Linked DNA regions of Macaca mulatta: region 1 is linked to region 2. Evidence: chromatin contacts called from public Hi-C data. All regions are on one chromosome and are shown on one strand. Each heading gives the region's core, a stretch centred on a gene start, on an enhancer-like site or on the middle of the called end of the contact. The rest is flanking DNA. Distances are from core to core; before and after follow the strand shown. Region 1 holds the start of RNF213 (ring finger protein 213). Region 2 holds the start of CARD14 (caspase recruitment domain family member 14).

Evidence for each region. A called contact is a pair of places that touch in the nucleus more often than the background predicts.
Region 1: a contact with region 2 is called in a Hi-C map of liver, with 1.6 times the contacts expected there. The contact joins the promoter of RNF213 here to the promoter of CARD14 in region 2. A contact is called at or near these places in 2 of 14 Hi-C or Micro-C datasets (CD4 T cells and liver).

What each region holds. Positions count from the first base shown.
Region 1 is chr16:89,963,218-89,966,132 of T2T-MMU8v2.0, forward strand. RNF213 (ring finger protein 213) reads left to right here and starts at 1,526. Exons shown (of 69, transcript XM_077973145.1): 1 at 1,526-1,902. All of the region lies in intron 16 of SLC26A11 (solute carrier family 26 member 11), which reads left to right.
Region 2 is chr16:89,835,651-89,838,435 of T2T-MMU8v2.0, forward strand. CARD14 (caspase recruitment domain family member 14) reads left to right here and starts at 1,337. Exons shown (of 28, transcript XM_077973151.1): 1 at 1,337-1,452. EIF4A3 (eukaryotic translation initiation factor 4A3) reads right to left here and starts at 1,196. Exons shown (of 12, transcript NM_001266416.1): 1 at 985-1,196. The coding sequence starts at 1,153.

The sequences.
Region 1 (2,915 bases), core at 276-2,775, 130 kb after region 2:
ATGAAGTGTGAGAAGCGTGTGTGCCATTTCTAAACCCAGCCAATAACAACCTCCCCCTCCAGCCTCCTTCCCGCCTTCTGCTGCCTAGGATGGAGATGATTTTTTGGGTGCCCTCCAAAGCCATGGGGTGAAAATGGCAGAGCGGAGGAGGGCACTCTGCTGAGCAGCATTCCAGCCCAGCACTGTTACATGGGCAAGAGGCAAAGCTCCAAGGGCTTACGTGTACTTGCTGCAGCAGCTGGTAGAGGCAGACTGCGATCACGGAGACAGCACTGTCCCACAGAAAAATCATGCAAGCCACCAATGTGAGCCATGCAAGTCATTTAAACATTTTGACTAGTCATATTGAAAAAGTCAAAAGAAACAGTTGAAATTAACTGTTTAGAGACAAAGTCTCATTCTTTCGCTCAGGCTGGAGTGCAGTGGTGCAGTCAGGATTGGTGGGAGGAAAAAGCAGGTTTTAATCGGAGACCCAGTAAAGTGAGAAGATGCCCAACTAGCATTCTAAAGTGTCACCTTGGCTGGGTGCGGTGGCTCATGCCTGTAATTCCAGCACTTTGGGAGGCCAAGGCAGGTGGATCACCTGAGGTCAGGAGTCTGAGACCAGCCTGGCCAACATGGAGAAACCCCGTCTCTCTACTAAAATTACAAAAATGAGCCAGGCGTGGTGGCGGGTGCTTGTAATCCCAGCTACTGGAGGCTGAGGCATGAGAATCGCTTGAACTGGGAGGTGGAGGTTGCAGTGAGCCAAGATCGCACACTGCACTCCAGCCTGGAGTATAGAGTGAGACTCTATCTCCAAAACACAAAGATCTTAAAATTAAAAATTTACCCTCAGGTTTTTGTGTTTGTTCATTTTTGAGGCAAGATCTCACTTTGTCGTCCAGGCTGGAGTGCAGTGGTATGATCACGGCTCACTGCAGCCTGGAGCTCAAACGATCCTCTTGCCTCAGCCTCTACAGGTGCACCACCACGGCCAGCTAATTTTTTAAAATGATTTTTTGTAGAGATGGAGTCTCTCTATGTTGCCCAGGCTGCCATCGGGTTCTTCTAGGGAAACTTGCCATGGGCGCCGTGGGGAGTGGGGTAGGGGCAGGGTCTGTGTGTCTTGTTCCCATGGCTGTCGTGGGCAGTTGTCGGTTAGGAGGGGTGGCTGGCGAGGATGTTGGACTAATTGTTGGCGGCCCCCCTAAGCAGGAGGATTCAGCTGGGGCTCCGCGCCGGAAATTGTTTCAGGATGAGGATCCCCTCTGGAATGCGCAGAGAGGCGCAGTGTCCAGAGAGGGACGGGATGAAGGGGTGAGAGGGGAAGGAAGAAAAAGAAAGTGGGCGATTTTAAAACGGAGGTCCCTGGTTACACCGTGAGCCTCACAAATGAGGAAACTGAGGCACGGAGGATGGCGCCGGCCGGTGTGGCCCCTCCGTCATCAGTGACAGAGCGCGCTCTGCGCGGGGCCGCGGAGATCCCTTAATACGCAAAGGCCCCCACGCAGCGCGCTGACTACCTCCACTGCACCCGCCAGGCGCCCTCTGGGCGGCTTCCAGGCCGACCGCCCGCTCTGCCGGGCCGCGGACACTGTCCGAGGTGCTGGGCGCCGGGGCAGGGGGCGCACCCGTCCGGCCCCACTCCACTGCTCAGGCCCGCCCGGGGTCTGGGCTTCCGGGAGACCCGCATGCGCCCCACGCCTGGCGGGAACCTAGGCCCCTCCCGCGCCTGTCCCCAGCGCGCAGCGGCCCGAGGCGCCTCCCGGGGGCTGGGGGCGCGGAGTCACTGGGAGGCGCCACCGGCGGGGAATTCCGCACACGCCTGCGCGGGTCCAGCGGCGGCGGGCAGGGCGGGCCCAGGGCCCCGTGACCCGAGGGGCGACAGCGCGCGGCAGGCGGCGAGCTCGGGGGCCGCAGGTGCGAGCGGACGCGGAGAGTCTCCCGGGGCGGGGAGCGGGCTAGGGTGCAGTGGGCCCCGCGGGTGGGCGGGTTGACCCGGTCCCGGGGAGCGGCGCCTGCGTCCGGATGCCCCTCCCGGCCGCCTCTTCCTGCCGGCTCCAAGTTTCGGTTTCGCCGCCGGGGTGCCCGGTCCAGCCCCACCCGCGGCGCCCACCGACCCTGTTTCCCGGCTGCGGGAGGGGCCGGGGTGGGGGCAGCAGGCACCCATGGGACCCCGGCGACATCCCCGGAGCGCAGAGCGCTTCCGACCCGCCCATCCCGGGGCGCGGAGGAGCTTTTGCGCCCCGGCGGTGCTGCCCCCAGGAAGTGGCCGGGGCACGGGCGGGTAGTGGACGGGGACAGCCGGACCGGGGCCTGCAGCTCCGCCCGGGAATCCTGCGCCTGCACGAATTGCAACAACGGAAAAGTGAAGTTGCAAAAACAGATTCCTAACTTTTACGAGGGAGGCATCGCCCCTTCCGGACCGCACCGCGCAGCGTCCTCCCGACTTGGCGAAGTCGCCCGAGCGCGGGGTTCAAGGCCGGAGTGGGCAGCCCTCCCGGATGGCTGCCTGCAAGCCGGTGGGCCGGGTCCTGGGGGAGTCTAGGCCGGGAGGGGAAGGAGCTGTGCAAACATGGTGGTGACCTCTCCCTGCCCCCACCTTGTTGACTTTGGTTGTGGTTGGGGGGATGGGCTTTGATTTGGGAGGCAGTGTCTGTGCTTGGGGAAAAATGGCAGAGAAAAGACAGGAAGCGTATTGAATGCAGCAGTGTTGGGTGCCTGGGGCGCTCTCTTGTGTCTTTCGGCCCCTAGGGCAGACGGAACAATTAGATGCTTTAGGGGGCCGGCGCGGTGGCTCATGCTTGTAATACCAAAACTTTGGGAAGCCAAGGCGGGCGGATCACCTGAGGTCAGGAGTTCCAGACCAGCCTGGCCAACCTGAAACCCCTTCTCTACTAAAAACACAAAAAATTAGCCAGGTGTGGTGGCGC
Region 2 (2,785 bases), core at 87-2,586:
TGGTTACTGAAAACACTAACCCTCCTCCTTCTGTCGCTCACAGTCAATCCATCAGCCAATGCTGTCAGTTCCCTGGCACTCCATCTCCAAGGCAGCACAATCCTCTCTTCCCTGAACTGGAGCAAAAGCTTCCCAACTCTTGTTTCCTCTCCTGCCCTGCCTCGCCTCACCTGAAATTCACAGACACCCAGAAGACTCTTTAAAGCTGTAAATGTGATCGTGTCACATAGCTACTTACTACATTCCAGTGGCTTCCCACTAGATTTCCAAATGAAATTCAAATTATTCGTCACCCCTACACGTCTTTGCTAAATCTGGCCCCTGACTAGCTCTCCAAAATCCCACCACAGGGGACTTCTTTCAGTTCCTGGAATGCAGCTGGCTAAGGGCTGCAAAGCCCTGGCACCAGCTGTTCCTTCTGCCCCAACTGCTCTTCCCTCCTCTCCTAAAAGTCTCCTTCATCCATACCTCTGCTCAAATGGCACCCCCTCCTGCGAACCCCCTTACCTCTCTGCTTTACTAATTATCTCCTCCTTCCCAGGCCCACTCTATTCAATTACCTAGCTTCGGGTTCTTCCCAGCAACAACCACTGCCTGGGCAATCTGACCGCATGCTGTCCCCTCAAAGGAAATTCAAAACCCGTAAAGGCGCAAACCCATCTGGTTTACCGCCAAAACCCCAGTAACTAGAAAAGTTAGTAGGTACAAAACAGTTATCTGCTGAATGAACGACTCCGAGGTGCCTCGAAGCGGCTGTAGCCCCCGACGGACCCAGCGCCGAGCTCTGCACAGGGGACACACAGCGAACGCGCCGACACAGCCAGGCGTGAGGGCAGGGGTGGGGGTGGGGGTCGCACGTCACTGGCCCCCGAGCCTCGACCCTGACCACGACCTCCGGAGTGCAGGGCCGGCCCGGGAGTCACCAGTCGGGCTCTCAGCCCCCGGCTCGCCGCCAGCTGGCCCCCGCGGCCCGCGCCCACTCACCGTAAGCGTAGATGCCCCGCAGTAGGTCCTCCCGCAGGCCCATGGTGTCGAACGTGGGGGTCACATCCACCTCCTCGCTGGTCTCGAATTCCACTTTGGTCATGTCTTCCTCTTTGAGCAGACGCTTTCGCGCCGAGCCCGAGGTCGCCATCGTGGCCGTGGTCGCCATGATTTAGAGTCCGCGGAAGAGCACAGCGCGCGCCACAGCGTAAACCACCTCCCGACTCCTCTCGCTGCCGGGGCCGAGAACTGACGCCTTAGCGTGAGAAAGCGTAAGACGTGCGTACGTGCGTATGTGCGTGCGTACGTGCGCGCGAGGCGACCCCGCCTCTGGGGCGGGGCACTCTTCGTCACTTGAAAGGGAACTGGGCGTTTGCCGCAGGAAAAAGTAAGGTGTTTCTGCTCTCGCGCCATATGCAGTTCTCGCGGGATCTCGTTGAGGGCGGGGCACCCGGTTCCTTATAAAAGGTACGGAAGCGGGTGGATTTCCAGAGTTGGTGGCGTTTTGTGGCGGTTGCGGGAGTTTGGGACGCGAAGGCTCTTTGAGCGGCGTGCGGCCCTGAATCCCCTGACAACAGGCTGGGGGCCGCCAGGGGCCTCCAGTCCGGGTGGCGTCGCCACACAGCCCTGCCTCGAATGAAGAGGACGAACACGGGTCCTCTCTCGGGCCCGCATTGGGTGGACTGCGTCGCGGACCCGTAGTGGGGGCGCCCAGCTCGCCGGGGAGATTCGGGTGGAAACCCTCACGGCCCCCGGTGGTGGGCGCCGGCGCGGCGCTGGGCTCGGGCGGGTCTGCGCTGGGGAGGGCCAGGGCCTCTAATGCCGGTGTCTTTCTTTGGGGACGCGCCTGTGTGTGTTTTCGCCGTTTGCCTGGTCAGTTGGAGACAGGGTCTCTCTTTGTCGCCCAGGCTGGAGTGCGGCGGTGGGATCAGGGCTCACTGTAGCCTCCGCCTCTGGAGTAGCTGGGACCTCAGGCGCGCGCCATCATGTCCGACTAATTTTTTTAAATTTTTTGTAGAGACGGTGTTGGGGGAAGGGTGGGGGTTAGGGTTGTCCAAGCTGGTCTTGAACTCCTGAGCCTCAGGTGATCCGCCCGCCCTGGCCTCCCAAGGTGCTGGGATTACAGACATGAGCCACTGTGCCCGGCAAGCAGCTGTTATAAAGTAAAATACACGCAGAGCCTGCAATTTACTCTTAATGAAAGCCTCCTGTCTAGACGGTGTTAATAATGCGTGTCCTGCAGCAAAGATAACCCAGACGGGATCATGTAATTGCCCAGCAGAACGGTAATCAGTTGCGCATCTTAACCTGCTTTTAGTTCATTTGTTTTGAGACAGAGCCTGGCTCTGTCGCCCAGGTTGGAGTGCTATGGCACGATCTCCGTTCACTGCAGCCTCCACCTCCCAAGCCCAGGCGATCCTCCCGCCTCAGCCTCCAGAGTACCTGGGACCACAGGTGCCGCTGCTACGCACAGTCCTAACCACTTTCTTATCTGACACTTGAAGTGCTTCTACATACCCAGCTCCTCTAATGCACTTTGAAGCAGCTCCATCATCTTTGAAGGGCAGTTCACGCTGTTGAGAATCATGTTTTTAACTGTGGGAAAAGTAAAAATTTCCACGAGCACCAGCTGTGTCATTTTTTTTTTGGACGGAGTCTTGCTCTGTCACCCAGGCTAGAGTGCAGTGTCGTGACCTAGGCTCACTGCAAGCTCCGCCCCCCAGGTTCATGCCGTTCTCCTGCCTCAGCCTCGCGCCACTACACCCAGCTAATTTTTGTATTTTTAGTAGAGATGGAGTTT